Linked DNA regions of Mus musculus: region 2 is linked to region 1. A link is a contact called in public HiChIP or PLAC-seq data. All regions are on one chromosome and are shown on one strand. Each heading gives the region's core, a stretch centred on a gene start, on an enhancer-like site or on the middle of the called end of the contact. The rest is flanking DNA. Distances are from core to core; before and after follow the strand shown.

Evidence for each region. HiChIP or PLAC-seq counts read pairs in DNA pulled down with a chosen protein or histone mark.
Region 2: a contact with region 1 is called in a FOXA1 HiChIP or PLAC-seq map of pancreatic cancer cells. The contact joins two enhancer-like sites. A contact is called at or near these places in 1 of 115 datasets of contacts at active chromatin or transcription factors (pancreatic cancer cells) and 1 of 9 other capture datasets (pancreatic islet).

The regions. Positions count from the first base shown.
Region 1 is chr8:126,548,028-126,554,870 of GRCm38.p6, reverse strand. No RefSeq gene overlaps it. Among named protein-coding and RNA genes, the nearest start is that of Gm39286, 20 kb to the left of the region's middle. Within about 2 kb of position 3,655, at least 122 of the 459 cell types and tissues checked have an H3K27ac peak or open chromatin away from gene starts, as enhancers often do. A contact at or near this core is called in pancreatic cancer cells, where this site is marked.
Region 2 is chr8:127,180,476-127,187,317 of GRCm38.p6, reverse strand. The region is part of intron 2 of Pard3 (par-3 family cell polarity regulator); the gene reads right to left. Among named protein-coding and RNA genes, the nearest start is that of Pard3, 120 kb to the right of the region's middle. Within about 2 kb of position 5,082, at least 15 of the 459 cell types and tissues checked have an H3K27ac peak or open chromatin away from gene starts, as enhancers often do. A contact at or near this core is called in pancreatic cancer cells, where this site is marked.

The DNA.
Region 1 (6,843 bases), core at 2,406-4,905:
GCTTGGAGAGCAGCCTCAGATAGGAATGGGGAATCCAAGCTCTAATCCTTAAGATCTAAGGGTGTGGACATCAGAGCAAACCTAGAAGCAAGGGGAAGATAGGTGGAAGTCTTACCAAATGTCCCAGACAGAGACTAATACCCGCTTGACCCTGCTTGATGGTTGGATTGGGCATAAGTGGGCTGTTAATAAACCCAAGAGCTTGGCGCTAGAGATGGCCCAGAGTAGAGAACTTGCCGCTCTTGCCTGTATATCCAGCTTCAGGTGTCTGAGGACATCCACACAGATATACATAGAACATGTAATTAAAAATAATGAAAAACAAATCTCTAAAAAACTGAGAGTGGGGTCAGGAACAGGGCTTAGTAGATACCCGATGTCAGACCCTCAGGATACCCATGGTGAAAGGAGAAAGGTGATTCCCATAAACTGTCCTCTGTCTCCCAAGAGTGGCCCGTTGTGGTGGAGCTTACCTGAAGCTGCCACTCTGGAGGCTGAGGCAGGAGGATTGTGAGTTCCAGGAAAGTCTGGGCTACATATTGAGTCCTTGTCTATAGAACAAACACAAGCTGGCGAGAACAATAACAAGACAACAGAACCAGGAAAAAAATTCAACATTCCATAGGTGTGAGAGGAAAGCAGATCTGTGGTAAGAGAGTCCCCGATTCCCATAGCTTCTTTCTATTTTTGATATTTTAGTTAAGACATGATTACATCATTTCCCTCCTTTCTTCCCTCCTTCCAACCCCACTGTGTTCTCTTTCTCCATGCCCCCTTATTCCTCCAGTACAAGGCCTCCTTTTGTCTAATAATTATTTTTGCAATATATGCATAAATATATAAATGCAACCTGCTGAGTCCATTTACTATTGCTTGTATGTACATGATTTCAGGGCTGACCACTGGGTATTGTATAACCGATTAAAGGACTCATCCCTGGGGAAGATTAATTTTCTCCACAACGGATCATTAGCTGCCTGTAGTTCTTTGTTTAGGGACAGAACCCAGTGAGACTTCCCCTTCCATATTAGCATGTCTATTGATGTTATTACTGCCCAGGTCTCAGCAGCCAGATTGTTACAATGTTGCAAATGGAACTTGACTGTCTTTTTCTAGGAGACAGGATCTCACAGCAGACTTCCCGGTAGGTCCTTCTCTGCATCTTAAAATCTTTCTGTCTCCTCCTCTGAGATACTTTTTGAGCCTTGGGTTCAAGAAATGTATGCATCTGGGCTTCACAGCTGTGAGCCGTTGCTCTGTGTTTTAACCAATGTCATCTCACCTCTGCGGCAAAGGGTTTCCCATGCAAAAGAGAGTCACACTGTGTTTTTCCTTAGATGGTTTATGGCTCTTGGGGAAAGAACTTCGAACCCAAGTGGTATAACTTCATTTCAGGATTGTGTGTGTGTGTGTGTGTGTGTGTCCTCATCTCTGGAAGTACTGGGATGGCCACTTAGTCAAAGTGGAAACAAAGAATCTAATCGGACCTTTGTACTGGGACTAGGATTCCCAAGAGCCAAATATCACACACACACACACACACACACACACACACACACACACCTATCCCCACCTTCCACGGCTTCTTTCTAGTTTTTGTCTCTATTCACCTGCAGATCCCACCCTCCTCCACTGCAGAGAGGCCCCATGTGCTTGATGGGAACACAGTCCTAGAAGACCCTGCTAAGCAACTCCGTGGGGGAAGTGCCTGTCACCCAGGAGGAGTTCTAATGGACTGTTCTCTTCAACCATTGCAAAGGGTAGAAGACCCTGCTAAGCAACTCCATGGGGGAAGTGCCTTCACCCAGGAGGAGTTCTAATGGACTGTTCTCTTCAACCATTGCAAAGGGTCAGATGAGTATGGGCTAGGGCCCTTTAATTCACAAACCCAGTAGAAGGCAAAGGGCAATTCTGCCAGAGAACCACAAAACATGACTGGGGAAGAGGCTCAGTCAGTAAATGTTTGCCTTGTGAGCTTGAGATCATGGATTCGATTCTCAGAACCACGTGAAAAACTTGGTTGTAGCAAGGTGCACATGTAATTCCAGCACTGGGAAACAGAAACGGACCGATCCTTGGGACTTCCTGGGCTGCCAGACTATTGGGGAGACCTGGGTTCTAGTGAAAGACACTGTCTCAAAATGCAATGGTGGCTAGGCATGGTGGCACACACCCTTAACCCTAACACTAGGGAAGCAGAGGCAAGCAGATCTCTGTGAATTCACGGCAAGCCTGGTCTACATAGTGAGTTCTGGACCTGCCGGGAATACAGTGTGGGGAAAAAAAAAAATCACAAAACCAAAACAACAACAACAAAAATGTCTGGTAAGTAGTACTTGAGGAGGAACAAAAGCCAGCACCAGTCCTCTGGTCTGCTCACTTACAGGCATGAACACACACTCACAGGTGAACTCACGTTCACACCCAGTTCATGAACACACACACACACACACACACACACACACACACACCACACCATATCCGGAATCCTCACTTATAAAAGATTCCTGTAGCATACATGAGTAAGTTAGTGTGAAGGCCACCTTGGGATAAAATTATAAGCACAGCACTACAGTTACAGGAGCTTGCTGTGCCTGGCATTGCTTCCATCAGTGTATAGATCATGAAGCAGGTCAATAACTCTCACTGCCCATCCCCAGATTCTCCCTAACTCCACAGAGCTTAAGGCAGCCAAGCTCTGGGAGCTGAAAGGTGAGGCAGGACACTGGTGCTGGAGACATGGACACTGATCAAGGGCCCCTCTGTTCTGTTATTGCAAAAGTGCCAATCACTGGTCCTATTTCACTGGACAACAAAGGGTGATACCTTGTTGCTGGGGTCGACCAGTTAGCCTGGGAGGAAGGCGGTGTTGAGGGGACTTTGCCAATGTGTCAATAGAATAAGCAGGGTGATAGGGTGACTGTGTCATCTCCACTTGACTTTTCACATGCCCAAGGGCGCGGGTCACCAGCCTGGTGATTGACAGCTCATCTTTTTTCAAGGAATAACTTACAGACATCATCAAGGGCAACTGCTGAAGGAGAAATCAGAAGCATATAGTCCCGGGATTCCGCCAAGGTCTCTGCTGATGTTTTTACAGTTTACTAACCTGTTTTTTAAGTGATTTATTAGCATATGTGTATGCATTTACGATGTGTGCCTGTGGAGGTCAGCTCTCCTTGAACTGTGCGTTCCAGAGGTTGAACTCTAGCCCTCGAGTTTACACAGCAGAGTCATCCCGCTAGCCTCAGGAACGCTTTACACTTATTGCTATATTTTTCTTTTATTTCACTGAGACAAGATCTCACGTAGCTCAGGCTAGCCTCACACTGGGAAATAACTTGAATTTCCGATCCTCCTGCCTCCACCTTCCTAGTGCTGGGGTTACAGGTGTAATCAATCAAATCAGGGTTGATTCTTATTACGACTGGGTCTGAGGTTAGGTCTCCATTCTCCTTTTGCACACGGAGAGATTTCCAAATCTCCAGGGAGTGTCAAGTCACCCGGACACCCAGTTCTCCCGTGGCTCCAGCCCCAATCTGGCAGACAGCTCTGTGTCTTTTTTTTTTTTTTTTTGGAGTGTGTGTCATTCAGTGCCTGTACCAGAGCCATGACTCAGCATATGAGTGGCCGCCTTTCCCCCAGTGTGACATGTCACCCAAATTTCAATGCCTCAGCATGCATCCTGCCCTGTGGCTGATCAACGAGGCAGCCAGAGAAGGAAACTAGAGTGAATTCTCTGTTTCTGAGTCAGAGCGGGAGTTCTGCCAGCCTAGCCGGAACATGCCACACTCACCCTTACACCTTGCACAATCCTCAGAGGATTGAAACTGTTTTATTCATTTTCAGCCCCATCCCTTCCCTCACCTCAGCCCTCAAGGAAAGAGGGCAGAACTACAGATCTATTTTTACCTACTAGACCTTGAATGGGGTCGTTGCAGGGCCTCAACATGGTTAAAGTGGAACATTTGTGTCCACGGAGTTTGACTTGCTGCTGTTGAGAGTCTGCGTTGCACATTAAGACTCTGACCACATAGCGGCTGGGTGGTCCCTGCTCAACCCATTGTCATGGAGACAGTGAAGGTTTTAGGGGCTGGATTTTTGAGCCCTACTTTCCTGATCTGGAGTTGGGAGGACAAGACAGCTCTTTTTAGGGGCTGGGAGGACAGTTAAGTTGGTAAAGTGCTAGCATAAGGACTGAGGTGATATATTTAGGACCCCATGAGGCAGTACGTCCTATAAGCCCAGCTCTGGGAAGATGGAAATAGGAGATCATTGGGGCTAACTGACCAGCCTGTCCAGCTGAATTATGAGCTCCAGATTCAGTGAGAGACCCTATCCCCAAAATATATAATAATAATGTCAATAACAATAGTTGTAATAATAATAATAATAATAAGAAGAAGAAGAAGAAGAAGAGGAAGAAGAAGAGGAAGAAGAGGAGGAGGAGGAGGAGGAGGAGGAGGAGGAGGACAAAGAAGAAGAAGAAGAAGAAGAAGAAGAAGAAGAAGAAGAAGAAGAAGAAGAAGAAGAAGAAGAAGAAGAAGAAGGTGGAAAGCTGTGAAGAGATGCACAGCATCAGTCTCTGGTTTCTATGCAAGTGTGAACACACACACACATAGGAAACAGAGCCAGGGTTATATTGGCCTAGGAATTTATTCATGTAAAAGAAGTCCCAGAGTCATTATTATGGGGAGCAAGGTGGTGGTGGCGGAGGGGAGGAAGCTCTGAGTTACACATAGTGACCAGTGTGGGGTGCCATTTGTTATGCTGGGCTTTGCCTCCTGACTGCTTTGTTCCCAGAAATAACAACTCTGAGACTAATTATTTATTAATAAATGATTAGCCATAGCCTCGGCTCTGCCCCATGACCAGCTCATATCTCAATAATCCAGTTTATTCTATGTTCTTCTACTGGTTACCTACTACTCTGCAGGTTCATTGTCTTCCTCTCTGTCTAAGAGAATGAATCTCTTGCCTCTGACTCTGTCCCATAATTCTCTACCCTCCTCTCTCCTGGAACTCCCACCTCCCATTTCCGGCCACAGCTCATTGGCTAAGGGCTTTTTTTTTTTTTTTTCTGACAGGTGAATGCTTTTTTTTTTTTTTTAAGATTTATTTATTATATGTAAGTACACTGTAGCTGTCTTCAGACACTCCAGAAGAGGGCGTTAGATCTTGTTACAGATGGTTGTGAGCCACCATGTGGTTGCTGGGATTTGAACTCCAGACCTTTGGAAAAGCAGTCGGGTGTTCTTAGCCACTGAGCCATCTCACCAGCCCAGGTGAATGCTTTTAAACAGTGCACAAGAGTCTCCATACAGAGGGAATTCAGTATTAATCATTGGGAAATTATCAATGCATTTATATATTCTTTAGCTCAATTTAGGATTTTAAAGATATAATCTGGTATCTTTCATACATCTACTAATTATGAGCTGGGCCAGGTAGCACAGACCTACGATCCCCAAGACTCAGGAAGCTGAGGCAGGAGACTCAAAAGTTTAAGACCAGCCTGGGAAACTCAAGGCACTGTCTCAAAAAAACTTTATAAATACATATTTAAACGGGACTGGGACTTTCTAAATGGGGCCGACAGCTGGGGTGTGATGCACCTTTGACTTCTATTTCTCTGAACCCCAAAGGGAGCTTTCAAGCATGCAGTTCCCTGAAGCAGTCCAGGAGGGGAGCTGAGCTGTCTCCGAAAATGTGAAGCTCCAGCAGACCTCAAGCAGGGTCACAAGGCCTCAAGATAACACAGCTTCTTTTCTGTCATCCTCTTGTTCTTTCTTTGAGCAGTAACATCAGGAAACAAGCTCATGAGACTGGCTTTGGTTCATGTCAGGCCAAAGTGTGGGGCAGCAGCTTAGCTGTGGTCAGTTTGCCCCAGGCTAGGCACCAAAGTCAAGACTATAGAGCATGCGAGTCCAGCAAGATGCCTGTCCCCTCCAGCAGGCAGCAATCAGGGACAAGCTTACACTGTTATGAAAATATGAGAGGCAGACTTCCTCCTAACTAAGGTTCCAATGTGTGGGTGTGTGCGTGCTTTTGTGTGTGTGTATACATACATATATATGTGTGTGTGTGTGTGTGTGTGTGTGGTTTGTGAGTATGTGTTTGTGTGTACGTATGTGTGTGTGTGTTTGTGTGGTGTGTGTGTTTTTTTCTGTGTGCATTTTTGTGTATGTGGTGTGGTGTATATGTATGTATGTGTGTGTGGTATATGTGTGATATGTGGTGTGTATGAATGTGTGTTTGCTTGTGTGTGTTTGTGTATGTATGTGTTTGTGTGTATAGTATGGTGTATCTGTGTGGTGTGTGTGTGTATGTGTGGGGTATGTGGTGTGTATGTATGTATGAGGTGTGTGTGTGTGTGTGTGTGTGTGTGTGTGTGTGTGTGTGTGTGTGGTATGTGCACAAACATGATAAGGGACTTAGGCAAGCACCTCATTGACTGAGCCATGTTCCCAGATCCAGGTACAATGTCCCTATTAAACCAGCGCAAGCTCAGACCACCAGCCGCTTGGTTCAGGACACACCAGGAAGCCAGTTTCCAGCTAGGCCTTGCCCCATTTTCAATCCCAAGTAGGATTTCTACCCCACAAGGCAGTGTAATTGGCCCCAACATCTGAGAATCTTTCTTCCCAAGCCTGTGAGTTCCAATGCTTCTGTTCTCTGAAGACTCAAGGAGCCCAGCAGGGAAGGGAAGGGGGGTGGCTTGGCTAGAAATGCTCTCAGCTACTGCCAGTGGCTCCCCTGGTGGAGATGATTCACGGGGTGCTGATAGTTCCTGAATGTAGAGGCAGCTTCCTCAAATGAGTCTGCAGCTACTAGGGAAGCGGT
Region 2 (6,842 bases), core at 3,833-6,332, 630 kb before region 1:
AAACACCTCTACCTGAAACTAGAAAACCTACATTGCCCCAGAGGACACATACAATCTTTACTCAGCTCCATGGGACTGTTCCAGCTTTAATATCTTCAAACTGCTTCATTCAAGAAACAGCTAAATCCCAGGGGCCATCTCTGCACTCTGTCAGCTTTCTGGCCACAGTGACATGTGTAGGCTTAATCTCTGATGCCACAGTGTAGCCAGTATAAAGCAACATGATGTGACAGAGCTTTTAAAGGGTGGGAGGAAGAGGGTGTCACTGTCATGGATCCAGGCATCCTAAAGAGCCTGAGACCACCACCGAACACACAGAACCCCAGCATTCTTGAAATCAGCTTATTTTAGGAGTCTACAAAACAGCAAGAGAGCTACCCTGGCTTCTGTGTTGTCCTACACAGAAGTAGGACAATAGCTATGCTAAGTCTTTACATTCTCTTAGTTGTCTCTGACTGACAGGGGAGAGGGATCCTTTTGGTGCAGCCAATGGAAACACAGAATTCTTGAGAAATTAACAGGCCAAGTGAAGTGAGGGTGGGCCATGCATTTGACATGGCAGAATGAAGCTTGTCAATTATGTTTCCTTGTGGTGCTGAGGCACTGAGCTAACACCAAAGGGGAAGCTCTTGTCATGAGCTGAGTAACCGAGAACAGGGCTTAAGGAAAAGCAAGGCCATACGCCAACAAGCCTTGACTTGATGGCACAGCCTTCTCATCCCAGGCCGAAGATCATATGATCTAGGCCAGCCTGGGATTCATGGGGGAGGGGAGGGGAGGGGAGGGGAGGGAAGGGAAACTGTCTGTGAACACTTAGAAGACCAAAAACCACAAAAAGCAAGTAACGGCTTGTTCCCTAGGTAACACTCATCAATACCTTTTCATCTTTGCTCCTGGACTGTTACTGAGAAGGGAACACAATTAGCTAAACATTTTTGATGGCTGTAATGAAGTCCGGGAACACGAGAAACGGACTGCTCTCCCATGAAAGACTTAACAAGGCACTGTGCTTCATTAATGACATCTTACCCTTAAGCTCTAAATAATTCCCGACTGCACCTGAAATATAAATCCTAAATTTTCCTCTGTCCCCCTAGGCACTCGCTCACTGTTCTGCCCTGCAGCGTACTTTAACAGCAACACCACAGAGTACCCTATCTCACCCCAGCAGTCCCTGGTACCACTCCACACTTCAAAGAACACAGTGGCAGTCCAGCAGGGAGACAACACACCACCATCACGTGCCATTATCATCATGGAAGTCAGCCATGTGAGGACTCTGTTCTGTAAACACTTTTTTTCACCGGTGAGCACCTGCTTGATGGCTAAACATAGGAGTGCTCACTGGCTTCTTAACTACCGCTTCTGGTATAGATCTGGCCCCTCTTCGGGTCTCACACCCCTCTCAGTCCTCTCAGACCATTGATCCACACCACCTGCCCCTGGGTACTTAACATATACTTTTGTTTTAGGGGAAAAAAAAAACAACTTTATAAATAACACTTTTGTCCTTTCTCTTCTGCCAGTAGAACTAAAGTTGATCTCTTTCTATATGAGTACAAACTTCTCTCTCTCTCTCTCTCTCTCTCTCTCTCTCTCTCTCTCTCTCTGCTGAGCTACACCACCAATCCCAACTACTACTACTTCTTTGCCTTCACCAGCAATAACAATTTCACAAGAAGAACTTAAACTTTTTTTTTCTTCTGCGTGTAAGAATCACACTGAAGAACGATCCATTATTCATCCCTTCCTAGAATAAACCCGCATGGCCTAGGACTCCCTACATAATAAGTAGCAAGCCGGAAGCTGCATCCCTTTAGAGTGACGGCTTGTCTTTTATCAAGGCTACACCTCACATCCAGAAGATGCACTGTAGGTATCAGTGGGGCATCTACTGACAGGAAATATGTAAAGCACATAAGGAAAGCGACGGTGAGAGTCTGTCGGGCAAAGCTTTAGCAAACTCAGCAATCTTACAAATATTCCCCAGACTTGGAGTAATTCTGCAGTCTGCCACATAAAACAGGAAAGGCAGTGAAAATGGAAACTTTGAAAGATGTTTTTTCCTTTGAGTGCGCAGGAGCAGATCTTTACCTGACACAAAATCAAACCGCTGCCAGAGCTCATAGTCTCAAAAGCTCCTTGTAGCCCTAATTACTTTGTGATTTCCAGCTGCTGTGAAAAGGTGAGGGCTTTGCTTGCTGCCTTCTGGTGACTATTAATGGTTGACAAGAACTACTGGAGAGAAATCCCAGGATGAGTGAATTGTGGCAAGCACTCCACAAAGGAAAGAAAGAACAACACACTTGGAAATCCAACTTTGTCCTGTGTAGACAGCAGATACTGTGGTGGAATGTAGCTGCTGCCTCAGTAGCCTAAATTAAAATTTCAAAGAATGACGTCAAGGAGCAGAATCGAGGGGGTTCCTCCAGGTTCAGGATGTATGCAGATCTGCATCAATTCCAGAGAGAAACACAATATGCAGTTCTCACATAAAATACTCAAAAATACATGTTTATCAACAGAAAAACTCTCCTTATCCCAGGGTCACCACGAGTCTGTGCACAGGTATGAGGACTATGTCTGACTTAAACAGACTGAAGGTTCATGCTTCATTATCTTCAAACACATACACAGTCATCGTAACAGATGTGGCAATTTTAAGTCAGCTTCAAAGACATTCTTGAGAGAAAATCCAACAACCTTCATGAATGTTTGATAGCTTATTTTTTAATATTGATGTAATCCGTGTTACTCCCAGTGCCAAGAGCTATAGTGCATGTTGGGGATGCTGCTAGGTGTCTTTGATAAAAGTCCTGTGACATTACACAATCCAAATAATATACAAAAATATGGAAATAGTGTATCTCCCCAGGTGACACTTTAACAGACACCCAGCTGTTTCAGATGGCCTATCATTTAATACTTCCTGGCCAGGTCAGAATTCCTGCCGCTCCTTGGAAAGCAGCCAGGGTAAACTTACAGCCACTGACAAGTCCTCCACAAACAGGAAAGCAACATCATCAGCTTTAAATATGCCCACAGAGCTACAAAGGCTGAGACGGAGGGTCCAAGTTCAGCAGATTTCAGGACTTCAAAGGACTTACAGCTGCCAACAGACGGCTATGCAGGCAGCCAGGGGCAGGCTTGGCTTTGCACAAATATTTACCCAGATTTGCAACTCAACCACAAAGCTAATAGTCCCAAGCATATCTATCACCAGAGGTCCGGGACAGGGCACTACAGCACTCCACAGCACACAGGGGGAGAACCAGAAAGGTCACTGTTTTTGTACTTGTCTTGATGATGAGAGAGGGCCTAGCAAACTCTGAGACTTAAGAGTTTAGTTTTGGAAACTCTCTTGCCAGCCAGCTCGGTACACTACCATCACTTAGGTCAGAAGGAGGAAAAGAGTGTGTGTGTGTGTGTGTGTGTGTGTGTGTGTGTGTGTAGACAGACAGATGGACACAGAGAGAGACAGACAAACAGACGGACACACACACACACACACACACACACACAAAGGGAGCAGACAAAAGCCAAGCATATCCTGACCACACTTTGGCAGTGGGTGCACTGGAGTGGCTAAGCAGCTGCCATCACCATCCAGTGAGTGTGGGAAAAGTTCTATGTCCACGCATGTGCAGGGAAACATGGTATCCAGAGACTGCACAGACACCTGCTCATCTCCCTTCCACAGAATTAGGCAAATGGCAAAAATTAATGCAGTAACACTTCCCACATATTCTTTCTTTTGGTCTGAGGAAAGAAGGAACCTTATTCCCAGCATCTTTCCCTTAATACTGAGCACCCATTGTCCCTTGAGTCTCCTTCCTAAGAGGGAATCAAGCCAGCTGTTTCTCTGCCATCCAAGGCATTACCTACTGAGCCAAAAGTGGCTACACACAGGGAGGACAGAAAGAGAATCTGGGCATGGTGGTATAAGGTTATAACCGTAGCACTTGGGAAAATGAGGCAGGAGGTCCAACCGTTACCCAAAATAAATACAGACAAACAGAGCAGGAACTGAAGATGTCCGGAGAGCCACCACAGTGATGCTCCCTATCCTCGGTAACCACTGGGACTACCAGCCTAGTCCTCAAGGGACCTGGAAGTTCTCCTCAGCCAACCCAATGTGACAACAGTCTTCAAGATGCCAATAAAGCCCCCTAGCACAGATGACTCCCAAGTCCTTCTCAGCACACAGCTGCTCTGCAAAACCAAAGTGCCGTTTCGTTCTCCTGAAGTAGAACTGGGACACCTGTGCGGTTCCAAGGCTAACACAAAGCTCTCACCTAGGACCTGAGACACCATGAAGCAACCACTGTGCTGTGCAGAGCCACCCCATTCCCAGGAGAGTGGATCTCAGCATTAAGTCACACTGAGCAAGTACTGGGGGCCTCACCTGAGGCTGGCTGTACATAGGTCTAACAGTGCATACTGAGGTGAGGCCCAGCTTTTAGTGAAGATGTGCCATGTTCATTTCCTTGGGTCCTTCACGTTCTGTATGGAGAAGCACAGGGCAAAGCCACTAACTGGCCGCCTCCCTCATGCAGGCATCTCGGGTTTTCCTCAGAAAACCCATTATCCCTGATATTCTTCCCAACCTTCCCTTGCCGGTTTCCCACTTCTCAGTGCAGTTGTGCAATTGAAACAGATTTTTAGGCCTGGTCAGTATCCTTGAAGGAACAGGCAAAACCAAGGCAGAGAAATTTCCAGCAGACACCCCCACGATAACCTACACTTCCCACACTGCTCACAGAAGCTGTGCGATGGCCTCACTCAAATGGAGCAAGGAGAAGATGCACCTGTGTGTGCTCACAGGCTCCCAAACAGCATCAAATGAACAGACATATTCTGGGGAAAGGGAATCAGTCAGTCCAGGCCTAAGTACAGCCATGTACAGTGATTAGTCAAACTCCTCAATCAAACAGAGGAGCTTGTACAAATTCGCAAGCAGACTTGTCAGGAAACTGTTTAAAAGTTGTCAGCTAAAGAAAGTGGTGCTGGTGGGGTGCAGATGTGACGGCTAAAGACTTGCCAGAGTGGCAGAACTCAGAGTTCTGAGAGAGGATAATGAGGGAAAAATGTTCCGAGTGTGGGGGCAGACCTGCTGAAAAAGAAAGACTGTGTTTCATAAGATCCAACAACAGATGAGTCCCAGTAGCTTCCACCCCAATACCCAATAATGACTTCCTCAATTCCCCAGAGATTAGTAATCATCACCAGAAAGAACTGAACTCCTTCTTTGTTTAGACAAAACCCCTCCTTAGGAACTAGCAGTTTCTACAATGAACTCTGGAAACAGCATAGCATCAATGGCCTAGCCATGATCAAGAGCTGACATTCTTTAAAGAAAGAGGAAGGTACTGAGATTGGGCTATGGAAATGCACAGAGGTTAGGCTGACCCACAGGACCCTGAGAAAGCCACAGTGTGTCCACAACATTTGGTCAAAAAGCAGATTTTGCCACCTCTGACCCTGATGACTATCAGATGAAACTTCAGGGCAAAAATAAGATTCCAGGAAGAGACAGTGCAGTGCATGGTGCGCAGACATGAACACTAGTCATGGGGGGATGCTCATACGCTGAGCCCCAGTAACACAAGACATGAGCCCACAAGACAATCTGTAGGCATATATTTTTCTCAACCAACTTTAATAAGGGTTCAACCTCCACTCTAGCCCACCACCCACCAGAGGCAGTAGAAGAGAAAGGTTATTAGGGTACGGGGAAGCAGACCTGTTTAGAAATAGTTCTTTGGGGGAGATTTCAATCTTTGCTGTTCTTAGCCCAGTCCACTAGCAAACACCAAGCATGAATCAGCAGCTGCAGACCAGTCTACTTGGCAGACACCACACACAAATCAGCAAGGGCAGTTCAATCCAGAAGAAACCACAAGGTTTGACAACTGGCCCAAGTCCACGGAAATATCAAGAAGCCACAGGAACCTCACAAGAAGTTCTTTGGTGAGTGTTTCTCTCTGTGAAGTTACCATAGGCAGAGCTCAGCAATGCAATGCGAGATAAACCAATACATGCATGTCAGCAATGCTAGTAAGACAGACAGAGCAAAGCAAACCAATGTTTGAGCTCTCACTGACTATGGGGTCATATTTATATTCTTTCTAAACATCGCACATTCTTTTTTTTGTGTTTTGTTTTGTTTTGTTTTTCGAGACAGGGTTTCTCTGACTAGCCCTGGATGTCCTGGAACTCACTTTGTAGACCAGGCTGGCCTCGAACTCAGAAATCCACCTGCCTCTGCCTCCTGAGTGCTGGGATTAAAGGCGTGCGTCACCACACCCAGCTAACATCGCACTTTCATTCACATGTCTGCTATAGCAAAACATCCTTTCACCTGTGTGCCCCAGCAAAACATCATTTGGCATAACTGACTTTCCAAAGAAACCAGACGTTTCCACCTCACAGTCCGCATCTTGTCTTTATTAAGTGGTTTAATGTGAAACTGACAGCCTTATAGGAAATACGGGTATGATGGCATGGTTCTAATGAGATGAGGTGAAGGAAAACACACCTGGGGCCGGTAAAATTGTGAAGGAAATTAAAAAAAAAAAAAACAGTTCAAAGAACTATCAGAGAACCCTACTGTTCACTTCCTGAAAAGGATCTTCAAAGAAAAGAAAGTGAGAATTAAAGACAACTAATATAAGTAAAGTAACAGTCTCCCCTCGAAGCAACACGGAGTGATAGGAATGATTGGCGTTCACATGTGACCTGAGAGGTGGACACAGAGCTAAGCTAAATGACCCAAACTTTGCCATTCAGGATGCAAGAAGCCCCCTACCTTTCCATGGGAAAGCACCCATGAATCTACAGCA